2 separate regions of the Anser cygnoides genome follow, and region 1 is linked to region 2. Evidence: chromatin contacts called from public Hi-C data. All regions are on one chromosome and are shown on one strand. The core of a region is the stretch at or near the end of the contact, and the rest is flanking DNA. Distances in the headings are between cores, read along the strand shown. Region 1 holds the start of IFNAR2 (interferon alpha and beta receptor subunit 2). Region 2 holds the start of PAXBP1 (PAX3 and PAX7 binding protein 1).

What was found. A called contact is a pair of places that touch in the nucleus more often than the background predicts.
Region 1: a Hi-C map of liver shows a contact between it and region 2, with 2.6 times the contacts expected there. The contact joins the promoter of IFNAR2 here to the promoter of PAXBP1 in region 2. A contact is called at or near these places in 4 of 7 Hi-C or Micro-C datasets (granulosa cells and liver).

Annotation. Positions count from the first base shown.
Region 1 is chr1:113,258,963-113,264,316 of Taihu_goose_T2T_genome, reverse strand. It overlaps IFNAR2 (interferon alpha and beta receptor subunit 2), which reads right to left and starts at 3,415. Exons shown (of 10, transcript XM_048071406.2): 1 at 3,260-3,415; 2 at 2,510-2,669; 3 at 812-908. The coding sequence starts at 854.
Region 2 is chr1:113,089,860-113,095,053 of Taihu_goose_T2T_genome, reverse strand. It overlaps PAXBP1 (PAX3 and PAX7 binding protein 1), which reads left to right and starts at 2,635. Exons shown (of 18, transcript XM_066978186.1): 1 at 2,635-3,211; 2 at 4,511-4,639. The coding sequence starts at 2,638.

The DNA of each region.
Region 1 (5,354 bases), core at 2,166-4,665, 170 kb before region 2:
TCTGTAGCACATTGATGATACTTCTGCTATATCAAACAGGATCAGTGTACAGACTCTAGTAATGACACACTTCCATATAGCAAGCTCTTTGGATTAGTAGATGCAATCTTTGGAGATCCTTTCTTACCCTAGCCACCTCACGTGTGTCAGGTGTCTTGCTGAAGGAATTCCTGTTGACACAGATAGTTTTCTTTTCTCTCTGTATTTTTAAATACCTTTCCCCTCTCAAATCTAGTTCATCTAGAGTTCAAATTGCTTCAGTAACTTTGTTTCAACAAGCACTATTACCAAACTCTCCAATTTGTTAGTCTCTAGCATAAGAGATACAAACAGGAAAAAGTATGTTATGCCAAATAACTGCAGTAAACTTAAGCTGCAGAAACAAAGGTAATAAAGTAAAATGAAGAGGGAATCATCATCATCATCTTGTCCTGTTCACAGAATTAAATGATTCTATCAGAACAGTTTCCCACTACAATTAGAGTCCAGCCAACAAGCTATGTTTGCAGTGTTTACTAACCCAGAAACTGAAGAGTCCTGAAAAAAGTTAGGACAAGAAATGACAAAGTATCCAGCTAAGAGTTCACTGGATTTTTAGAGCATACTGTTTCAAAGTATTTTTTTAATGGAGAAATATGGTTTTAGAATGGAATATATAGAATATAATACCCTACAATCTTGATTCTGTGAATTATTATAGGGAGAGCTCTATAATAACTTTATGGTATCTTAATTCAGTGACTTGGAAGGACTGGTAGTGAAAAATCACCAGAACTATCTCTCCTACAACGTAAAAGTACAAGCAACTTACCAAATGGGTAAAAAGGCAGTGGTCCACCCATCAGTGTTTCCATAGTGATTAAGAAGTACAGCCTACTGATTGTAAAATAAACATTTTGCTTCCATACCTGCAAATACATTAAAAACAATCACATTCAGCAAATCATGTTGTACATAAAATGAGATATACGTACAGATAATTATTTTAACCTCTTCAGTGCATTGGGGGAGAGGCATTCTCACAGTTGCTACTATCATCCTGGGGGATGATGCTCAAAACAGACAATTTTATGACAATAGTACTTCCACCCCCAGTCCCTCGCGGAAAGTGCTCTTTCCATTTCAAATAAATACCTAAAGCACTGTACAACTATTAGTATTGATTTTGCATGATGATAGCATTAGAAAATTCTAAGCCACTGATTCCAACTTATAAAAACAGTTAAAGATCACTTGCCTTTATTTGAAATATTACAAATATTACAAGAAATATTACAAGAACTGTTGAAAAAAATGTTTCCAGAAAGAAGGTAGATAGGCAGGTTAGAAAAAAAAAGATACAATGGTTAATTATAAGGAAGTTATTAAGTTTTGTTAGAGTTTTTAATACATAAGGTCTATTAAAATATTGCCTATTCTAGGTGTTGTTATTTTACTCTACTACCCTCATCGTATTCATATTTGCAGGACTTGGTTTTTATTTACAGGCAAAGTACTAAGGTACGACTGTGATTCTACAGATAACTGAGAAAAGGTATAAGTCTTTGGAAAGTACCTTCTTCTCTAAGTTTAATAAAATAAATTGTTTTTGAATTTAAACTGTTTTTTTAAACTGATTTTCTCTGCAAAACAAACAGCTTAAAATTAAAAATTGTGATAAACCATATTGTGGTCAAACTCAACACAGTATTTTAAATGTATCTGATTTATCTGAGATGTAACTCTTATCTGCTCAAAGCTTTAGCAGGACTAGAGGAAGTCACTGAATAAGTGTTAAGAAGCTGTATCTGTGCAACTGATAATCATAATTGCAAAGTAATAAACTCTTCCACAGATGAAGAGAGTGTTCTTTTTCATTTCGTTTTTTTTTTTTAATTCATTAAAGCATGAAGAATATTTCAGAGATATAAAATGCTTGTTTCCCCCTTCTCAATCAAAATCAAGAATGAATCAAAAGAAGGTATGACTTACTAGTTACACAATCTTTACTTAAAGTTCAGCACTTACAATAGCAAGCTGGAAAGTGATTAAGTCACCAATATCTATCAAGTCCATTTAGCTTTGACACTAGTGAATGGCAGAGAACAAAATAATCTGACATTCAGATCAAGTTTACAAATTACACAAGTACAAAAAAAAAAACCAACTTTCTACTTTCAACAAGGCAACCAGCTTCATCCAGAAGTCATACAGAAGACAGTGGTACTTTCACAGGCATTTTAAAGAACACTTACACCTGCAGGATCTGATTTTTGATATTTCTTACATATTCTACAGTTCGGCACCTTAGAATACGTAAGGTAAATGTGACCAAACATGTTTCTCTTTGAGTTTGTACAGTCATCTAAATCTACACGTCCTCTACAAGTTTATCAATGACAGTGGAAATTTAAGGGGAAAACCATTCCTGTCAGGACTCTCATTAGCTCTTCTTACTCTTCCGCCTCAGAGCCTCAACAGCCCTTGGAGAGAAGCCATGGAAATACCTGTGAGTCCAGCCCCCACTCACCTCATCAGCCAGCTCTTAGACTAGCAACATGATAACTCAGCTGGGTACTCCTGCATGCTGCCTGAAGCCTCCAGCACTTTCACAACTCAGCTTCACACTTCCACCTCATCTGCAGCTAGTCTTTAGCTTGAGTTCAGGCCAGGTGGTTTTGAGTTGGATGCTTCCAATTAGGAAAAAAAAAAATTAAAAAAATTTTTGAAAGTCACTGGTTTGTATTTCAGAACAGCTTCACATTGATAAAGCAGAAAACACACCCTGTTCTTTGAAACAGGCAGATGGCGTGTTTATTTATAGAAACTTACTCATTTGAATATTGAGAGAGACAGACACCTAGGAGATGCTTCACACAGAGAAGCCTGCAGAGGAATGTGCTAAACCTACACAGGCAGCAAGATGCAGGAATTGATTTCGTTACAGAATCCATGTGAGCCATTTAACCTCAGAAACCCGGACCCGGCGATCAGGAGCCCACCAGCTGCACCCCCGGGGTGCCCCACAGCTCCCCCGAGGACCCAGCGTGGGACATGCGGCCCTCAAGCGCCCCTCCTGCCGCTCCCGCCGAGGAAACCGGAGGCTACGGGCGAGCAGCCCCCTCGCTCAGCCTGCCGCCCTGCCTTTCCCTTCACGACTTCCCACCCCCGCAGCGCGCTGCCTACCGCGCACCCCCAGGCGGTGCCGCCGGGGACCCTCCTCATTTATCCCTAACGGAGCGGCCCCACCGCCCACGCGGCTGGCGGCGGGCGACGTTACCTCCGCTCGCTGAGGGAGGCGGGCGCCCCCCCGGCCGGACCTGGCGGCGGGCGCCATCCCCGCGGGCTCCCCGCCGCCCCCGGGCCGGCTCGGCGAGAACGCAGCACGAAATGGCGGCGCCGGCCCGGCCGCCTGGGCACGCCCCCTAGCTGTTGGCCACGCCCTTCCCCGGCGGGAGTAACGGGCCGGGGGTGGCGGCCGTTATGGCTGTGGGGCCGACTTAGGGGGTCCTGCCTGGCTCGGCTCGACCCTGCTCGGCTCGGTGCCGGGGGTCGTGTCCCGCCCCGCCACCCCGGCCCGTTCCCCTGGGCGGCCTCAGGCACCGCTTTCCGGGCACTTAAGGGCTCGGCTTGTTTCGGTTTCTATTCATGAGCGCTTAATCCGGCTCTTTGATTATTACCAGTTTTTTAAATCGTGAAGTAAACCTTCACGGAGAGCCGCAAAGGCTCCTGTTGGTTCCCTTTCTCGCTCGTGACCTCAGTGCACAAGGGGAGCCCTGCTGCTGCCGCCAAGCGCTTCATAAATGTTTGCCTCAGTGGATGGGGTGTCCTCTGCACCACTATTTTCTGATAGCTAAAACTGAAGCGAGGTGGCATTAAATACAGCCCTCATCAAGTTATTCACTAAAAAATCTTGGTACTTACCTGAGAGGGGTAAGAAACCAGTGCCAGTTAGCAGCCATGTCCCTCCACACCTCCAGCATCGCCAACTAAACCTCCCAGGCTGCTGAGCTCTGGGTCTTTGCTGGTGGAGACGTGTAATTTGGGGTGTTGCTTGGTGGCTGATGTGGGGTCACACTGTACTTTAAGCTACACTAGGCAAAGCAAACCTGAGATTTACCATAACCACCTTTCAGGCTCCTACAAGGCTTCTACAAGCTTTCTGGCTGGATACCTACACTGCTTTAACCCACAGACAGCTTAAAATTAGTCAAGACAGTTCTTCCCTGTTTTACTGCATGAAGCAATAACACTGAGATCTGAGATGCAGAGCTTTGAATAAAATCTCAAAAAAGGCTGAATTCACTATATGTCTGTGCATGCGTTTGTCTCATGGGGCAAGTGGTGTATGTGGCACCATTACTTCTTTCTTGATTTCTGTTTCTGTAGGGCTCTTGGCAATGCCCAGCTATTCAAAGTTGAAAAATTCTAGTTCCAGACTAAGCTTTTAAAGGACAGGATGTTTACATGGAAGCAGAATCTGGAAAAAAAATTGGAAGGATAATCTGAATCGTAATAATATCTTTATGTGGTTCACTCACCTCTTGGATTGCCAAACATAAAGATCTTTTAAACTTTTAATTTTTATTCTGTTCTTGTTTCGCTTATTTCTACCACACTGTTTTTTTCTTAAAACAACAACAACAACAACAAAACACAAAAACACCATGATTTGCCTGTGACCTTTTTTCTTAAATGCTTTTTCAGCATTGTTTTTAGTGAACCCTCTTTCTAATTTTCTGCCATCTTTGCAGTTCTCTGAAACTGTTGTTCTTTCCTGCACATTGGATGATTTTAATGGCTCTCTTGGTCTCTCAGTGCTTTGTGCTGAAGACTGATATTTATCTGCACTATTTTTTTTCCTCTTTACATTTCCTTCTCCTTTTTTCCTATCATTCCTTGTCTCTCCACTTCTTTAAACTATAAGCATAGTTTAAAGACTTTAAGCTATAAATATAGTTTAAAGAGAGTTCTTCACCCTTCTCACTGGCCTTCCTCATTATCCCCACTGATAATGCTTGGTCATCAAGTGGATCTTCTGTCTGGCCTAGGCACAGCATGGATGAATCAATCCTCAAGACACTGCCTCCAGTGAAGAGAAAGTTGTGAGGAGAAAAATGCTTAAGTGAGCAACGGTAGAAGGGGAAAGAGTTCGGTGGTTTTGCCTCATGCAGCAGTCAGCCACTTTGTTTTGGACACTTCAGATGCAAGGACTCATTCACCTGCTCACATACCTATCTTGTAATGAGAAAGCCAGCAAATAAGATACCATGTTATGGGAGATTTTTATTTTCCAACATTTGTAAGGGTAAAGAGAGAAGAATTTTCCCTGGAGGAGTAGTGTTGACCCTGGTGCACTCAGCAAATTTGCCTTC
Region 2 (5,194 bases), core at 1,386-3,885:
ATTCCCCTGAAAATCAAATGTCAGGGCAGCATAGATAGTCAGAAGACCACTCCTTGCCCATGTCTGCAGGATTCACGTTCTATGAGATACGATTAAGGCTGGGATCAATGCATATAATGTAATAAAGGATTTGGAATAGCGACTCATAAGTCTTGCATTGCCAGCAAAGGATTTAGATAATATTTTTTTCTCTTGACCTAGGATAAAATACATGTGCTGAGGGGAACAGTTAGTAAGATTCTGAGGGACTTATGAGTTTGCTTCAGCAACTTTAAACTAAGTCTTTCCTATAACTGTAATCAATGATGGAGTGGTTTTGATAGGTAACACAACTTAATTTTTCAGACTACTTAAATACATGTATAACTTCATTACTGCGAGCTTTCTCATTGAAATCAACCATGTATTAACTAGTGAAGTAATCGGGTCTTTTGCAATTGCAAATTAACAGATTTAAGCACATGGATGTTTGAAGGCTGGGGACTGAACTCGATTTAACTCAGAGAGCTATTAAATCAGCTATTGTAAAGACGGTTTTAATTTGTCAGCACCTTAGAAATAAACTGTAAGCCTTCTCCCCAAATCAAAAATGTTTCTAGTGATCCCTCTCACAATTTTGTCACAAGTTAAAACATGGTTAGGAGCTGAAGCTGAACTGACAGATGTTGGGAACAGGGGTGTCATTCTGAGCATGTACATGCTTGGTGCATATTACAAACAGAGACAAGTAAGTCTTACTGGCTGTCCAGGAATCTCATCCTTTAACAGTCTGAGCAAGAGTACTAACATTGCCCTCACAAAGGCTAATCAGTAATCCTGCACAGGATATTGTTGTAAAAAAAAAAAAAAAAAAAGTGTGGCACATATATTGTTTTCTAAATGTTCTCAACCTTCTGTTAAAAATTTGTTAAAAATCAAGCCTAAATCACCTTCCGTGAATTCACTAACTGATGCTTTGCTGCCCTCTAGTAAAAAATGTACTGAATAGCACAGTAACAAAGTACCTTGCCATGACAGCAACGCTTTGCTGAGGTTACTTTTTGAAATCCACACATGCAGCAGTAACTGAGGATATGCGTATTCTGGCCTTGTAGGGAAGAAATCACGACATTAATAAATCCATATGCTTTCTAAAGGTGCAAATTAAAGTTTCAGTTCATTTTGCCACAGCAGTGTTCTGAGTAAGGATCGTGTAAAAGACATCTTACTCTTGTGCACAAGTAACCACTGCAGAGATTTTCCTGGAATCAGGAAAAAAACATCCTCTCACTTACATGACCAGCAGAAATTTACAGCACCAATATTGCACTGATCTTTGCAGTTCACCCATTCTTCTCCAACAGATACTAAAACCTGATTCTCCCAATCTAAATTTTATATGGTTTTGCCATTCAGAGGCTTACAGAATTTCCTCAGAGCAATGGAAAGCACAAAATACAAACCAAAGTATATAATGCATACATGGCGAGCTTTATTAGTTCAGTTGGTGGTTTCTTTTGTCTGCACATGAACTACTTGCAGCAGTACATTAAGTATCACACAGCAGAAACAATTATGTGATTTAGTCAATCTGTTTTTAAATGTCAGCATAAGATACTTGCATTCAACCACCCTCTAAAACTTAGCATTAGGTCAAGAACCAACAACCTGTGGTGTTTCATCATATATCTACAGTGACTAATATTTATATACACAATGCTTTTGTCCTCCATGTATCAGGTTCAACCTGTATGTATGTGCCAGTCTTTAGTCTTGATGTATAATTATTGGATATCCCAATGAATGGAAACTGAGGCAGTTTTTTCATAACAGGAAAAAAAAATGACATAGAGGCTGTAGTTTTCCTTCCAACTAGTAGTTTGAGTGTAACTTTAGGAAGCCAGTGCGGACTGATAGCAGCACAAAAGCAAGCTTTCCACAGCAGGGAGAGGCTGCAGGATGGCAGCCAAGCCTGTCACATCTCATCCTGTGTGGACTCCAGCAGTGCTTGGCAAAGAGTGGTTGCTGGGTATGCTCTTGATAGTGTGGGAAGGATGAAACCCCTCCAGTTTCCAACAAATGTACTTGAAAGATCTGTTTTTAAAAAGGTCAAATGATCTGTTTGCATCTGCCACCAAATTCATCATTCATCAGGAAAGGTTGGACGTGGTGCTTAGGGACATGATTTAGTGGGTGACATTGGTAGTAGGGTGATGGTTGGACCAGATGATCTTGAAGGTCTTTTCCAACCCTAATGATTCTATGCTTTTTCTTTTAGTCAACCGCCAGCTGCACTGCCTTCTCCTGAAGGTGCCCACAGCCCTGACAGACCCCTGCCCCAAAACACACCGCCATTTAGCACTTGGAGGGCCACCAGACCACTTTCCCTCCCCAGCCTGGAGGGAGCAGACACCCTCAGGGCCGTGTAGAGCCCCGGGGCGAGCCTGGAGAAGCGCTGGGAGCGGCGGAGGCGACAACGGGGCCTGACAGGACCCGCCGAGCCGCCCCGCAGTTTCAAACAGCCCGCGCCGCTCCCCGGCACAAGATGGCGGCCGCCCCCCGGGGCGGGCGGGCTCTCCGTGCCCGGGCGCCCCGGCGGTGGCGGCGGGCGGCCGGCAGGGGGCGCTGCGGCGGCGTGGCGCTGCGGCGGCCGCCATCATGCTCGGCGAGCCGGGCCTGGGCCGCGGCGCGGTGGCGGGGCGGCGCGGCGCGGGGGGCTCGGCGCCCGGCGGCATGTTCCGCAAGGCGCGGCGGGTGAACGTGAGGAAGCGCAACGACTCGGAGGAGGAGGACGAGGAGCGCGACGAGGAGCCGCCCCACGAGCCGCCGCCGGGACCCGCCGGGGAAGGGCCGGCCGAGGCCTCCGCCGTGGCGGCGGCGGCGGCCGGGGGAGGAGGCGGCGGCGGCGGCGGTCCCGGCGGTCCCGGCGGCCCCGGTCTGCTGCCGCTGCCGCCCGGCTGCGTGCCCCTCGCCCTGCCCGGCAGCCCCGCCGCCTTCGCCTGCGCCGCGGGCTACGGCGCGGCCCTCGGCTTGGGGCTGGGCTTGATGGCGGCCGACCGGGCGGGCCTGGGGGTGCCCCCGCCGCCCTCCCCGCTGCCCCCGCCGCCGCCGGCGGCCCCTCAGCAGGGCAACGGGCTGCCGGCCGCCGGGCGCCACAAGGAGAAGAAGCGGCCGCGGGAGAGCAAGGAGGTGCCGCGGGCCAGCCTGCTCAGCTTCCAGGACGAGGAGGAGGGTGAGGCGGCGGGGGGCTGCCCGCCCCGGCCCCGCGCCTCCGACGCGTTTTGTTTCGTGGCCGTGCCGCCCGGTGTGGGGGCCGGCGGGGGGCTGCGGCGCCCCGTGTGAGGCAGGGGGAGCAGGGGGTGCGAGGCACCGGGAGCTAGGCCCGGCCTCGTCGGCCCCTGCCGCCCCGCGCCTGTGGTGCTGAGGGAGGGGTGTCTTTGCTGAGCTTCCCTGTCGGGTTTATCTTCCCCCGGTGTGGCCGGTGTTAAAGGCTGGATCCGACAAACCCCCTGCGAGGGTTTTGTGGCAGAGTTGCTTCATCTCGGAGTCCACGAGGATTGTTAGGTTAACCCTCGTGAATAGTCAGAAAAGTGGCTGAATGGTTTCTGGGCTTCAGCTCTTAGCAAAATAGCTTAGCTGTGTTCGTGCAGTGTTTTGGCTAATATTTCTGCTAGATTCCACTAGGTATCGTGCTCATGAATTGGTCTGTTCTCACTCAGATAATCTGATTATGGGTAGTAGTTATTGCATGTTAAAAATAATCAAAAGTACTCCTCAAACTCCTGAGTTTATTGCATCCCAGAAGTTCTGGATGGGATTAATAGGAGCGTTCTTGTGATACCTTTTGTCAGCGGGACGGTTAGTATGCGTTTTGAGTCCTCTTTGAAGGAATTTCCAGTGATCACTGGAACTTGGGTTGTAAGACTGTGACAGAAATCCTGCTAGAAATTCTGAAAACTCTGGATTTCCCACGTTAATCTGTGGTGTGGGTTTTTTTGATGCAATTTAGTTCTTCAACTTACTGCATACCTTGTGGTAGGTTGTAGTTCTGCAGGCCTTTAAACTGGTAGAACAACAAAACACAGTTGTTCCCTTGCCCATTAGTCATACTGGCACGCGTGTGTGTGAGGCTATGAAAAGAGTGATAACCCAAAATGTTGGGATTTCTTGTTTTCTTCCAAATTTGTGGTCACAGTCAAGGATCAGTTGTTTAAAAACTAATAAAAAACAAAACCAAAGATTAATACAGTCAGATAAATGCAGGTCATCTTGTACGCTTTTGTGTAACTTCTGCCTTGCATTTCTCTGATTGTTCTGTGAGCAGGATGTACCTGAAAATGACCTCCCAAAAAACAAGGAAGAAAGTACCTGTGAAAGGATGTGCAACTCTGTGTTACGACAGTGCAACTGTATAGTTGGGTGAAATTACGTTCTAGTGGCACTTAAGTTCTAGGTACAAAATTAAGAAATCTAACAGTAAGTAAACTTCTTGGCAGATCTAACGTAGTGTTTTCCAACTTCTCTTTTAAAGAAACCGAAGAAGTTTTCAAAGTGAAGAAATCAAGTTACAGCAAAAAGATTGTAAAACAATTGAAGAAAGAATACAAGGAAGATCTTGAAAAATCAAAAGTTAGAACAGAGGTCAATTCTCCGACAGATGGTAATTGCAAAACTAACAGTAACTCTGTAATGGCAAAGGTTTAAGAATTGTAAATATAAATGGCTTGTTTTCATGATGAATCCTCTGTCTTTTCAGAGAATTTAGCATTTAGAACTGAAGTAGAGCATGCATTAAATTGTGTCCATTTGAACCTCGCAAATGCTGGTCTGAAGCTGGTAGAGTTCTCTGAATCTCTGTCATGTGGAAATGAACGCCAAAGGATGAAGCTTCTCAGATAGCTACTTATGCAGTTGTCACTAGACCTCAGTAGTTTCTGTATTTCAGCTCTATTTATGTCAGATTAGTTTATTTTCTTCCTGCATCTGGTGCTTATCTGACAAGATATCCTTGTAATGCAGCTTCTCAAGAAGGAAAATCATGGGGTGAGCAGAGTGGTGTTTTTTGTTATTAAGTAAATTATCCAACAGCTGCGTGTTTCACGCAGTTTGGACCTTAGAGCAGAGTTGGTGATCAGGATGATAGGATGAAAGTGTTGGAGCAGAAGGATCTTTTAACAATACACAGAGCTCGGAATAGAGTCTGGGATTTCAGTTT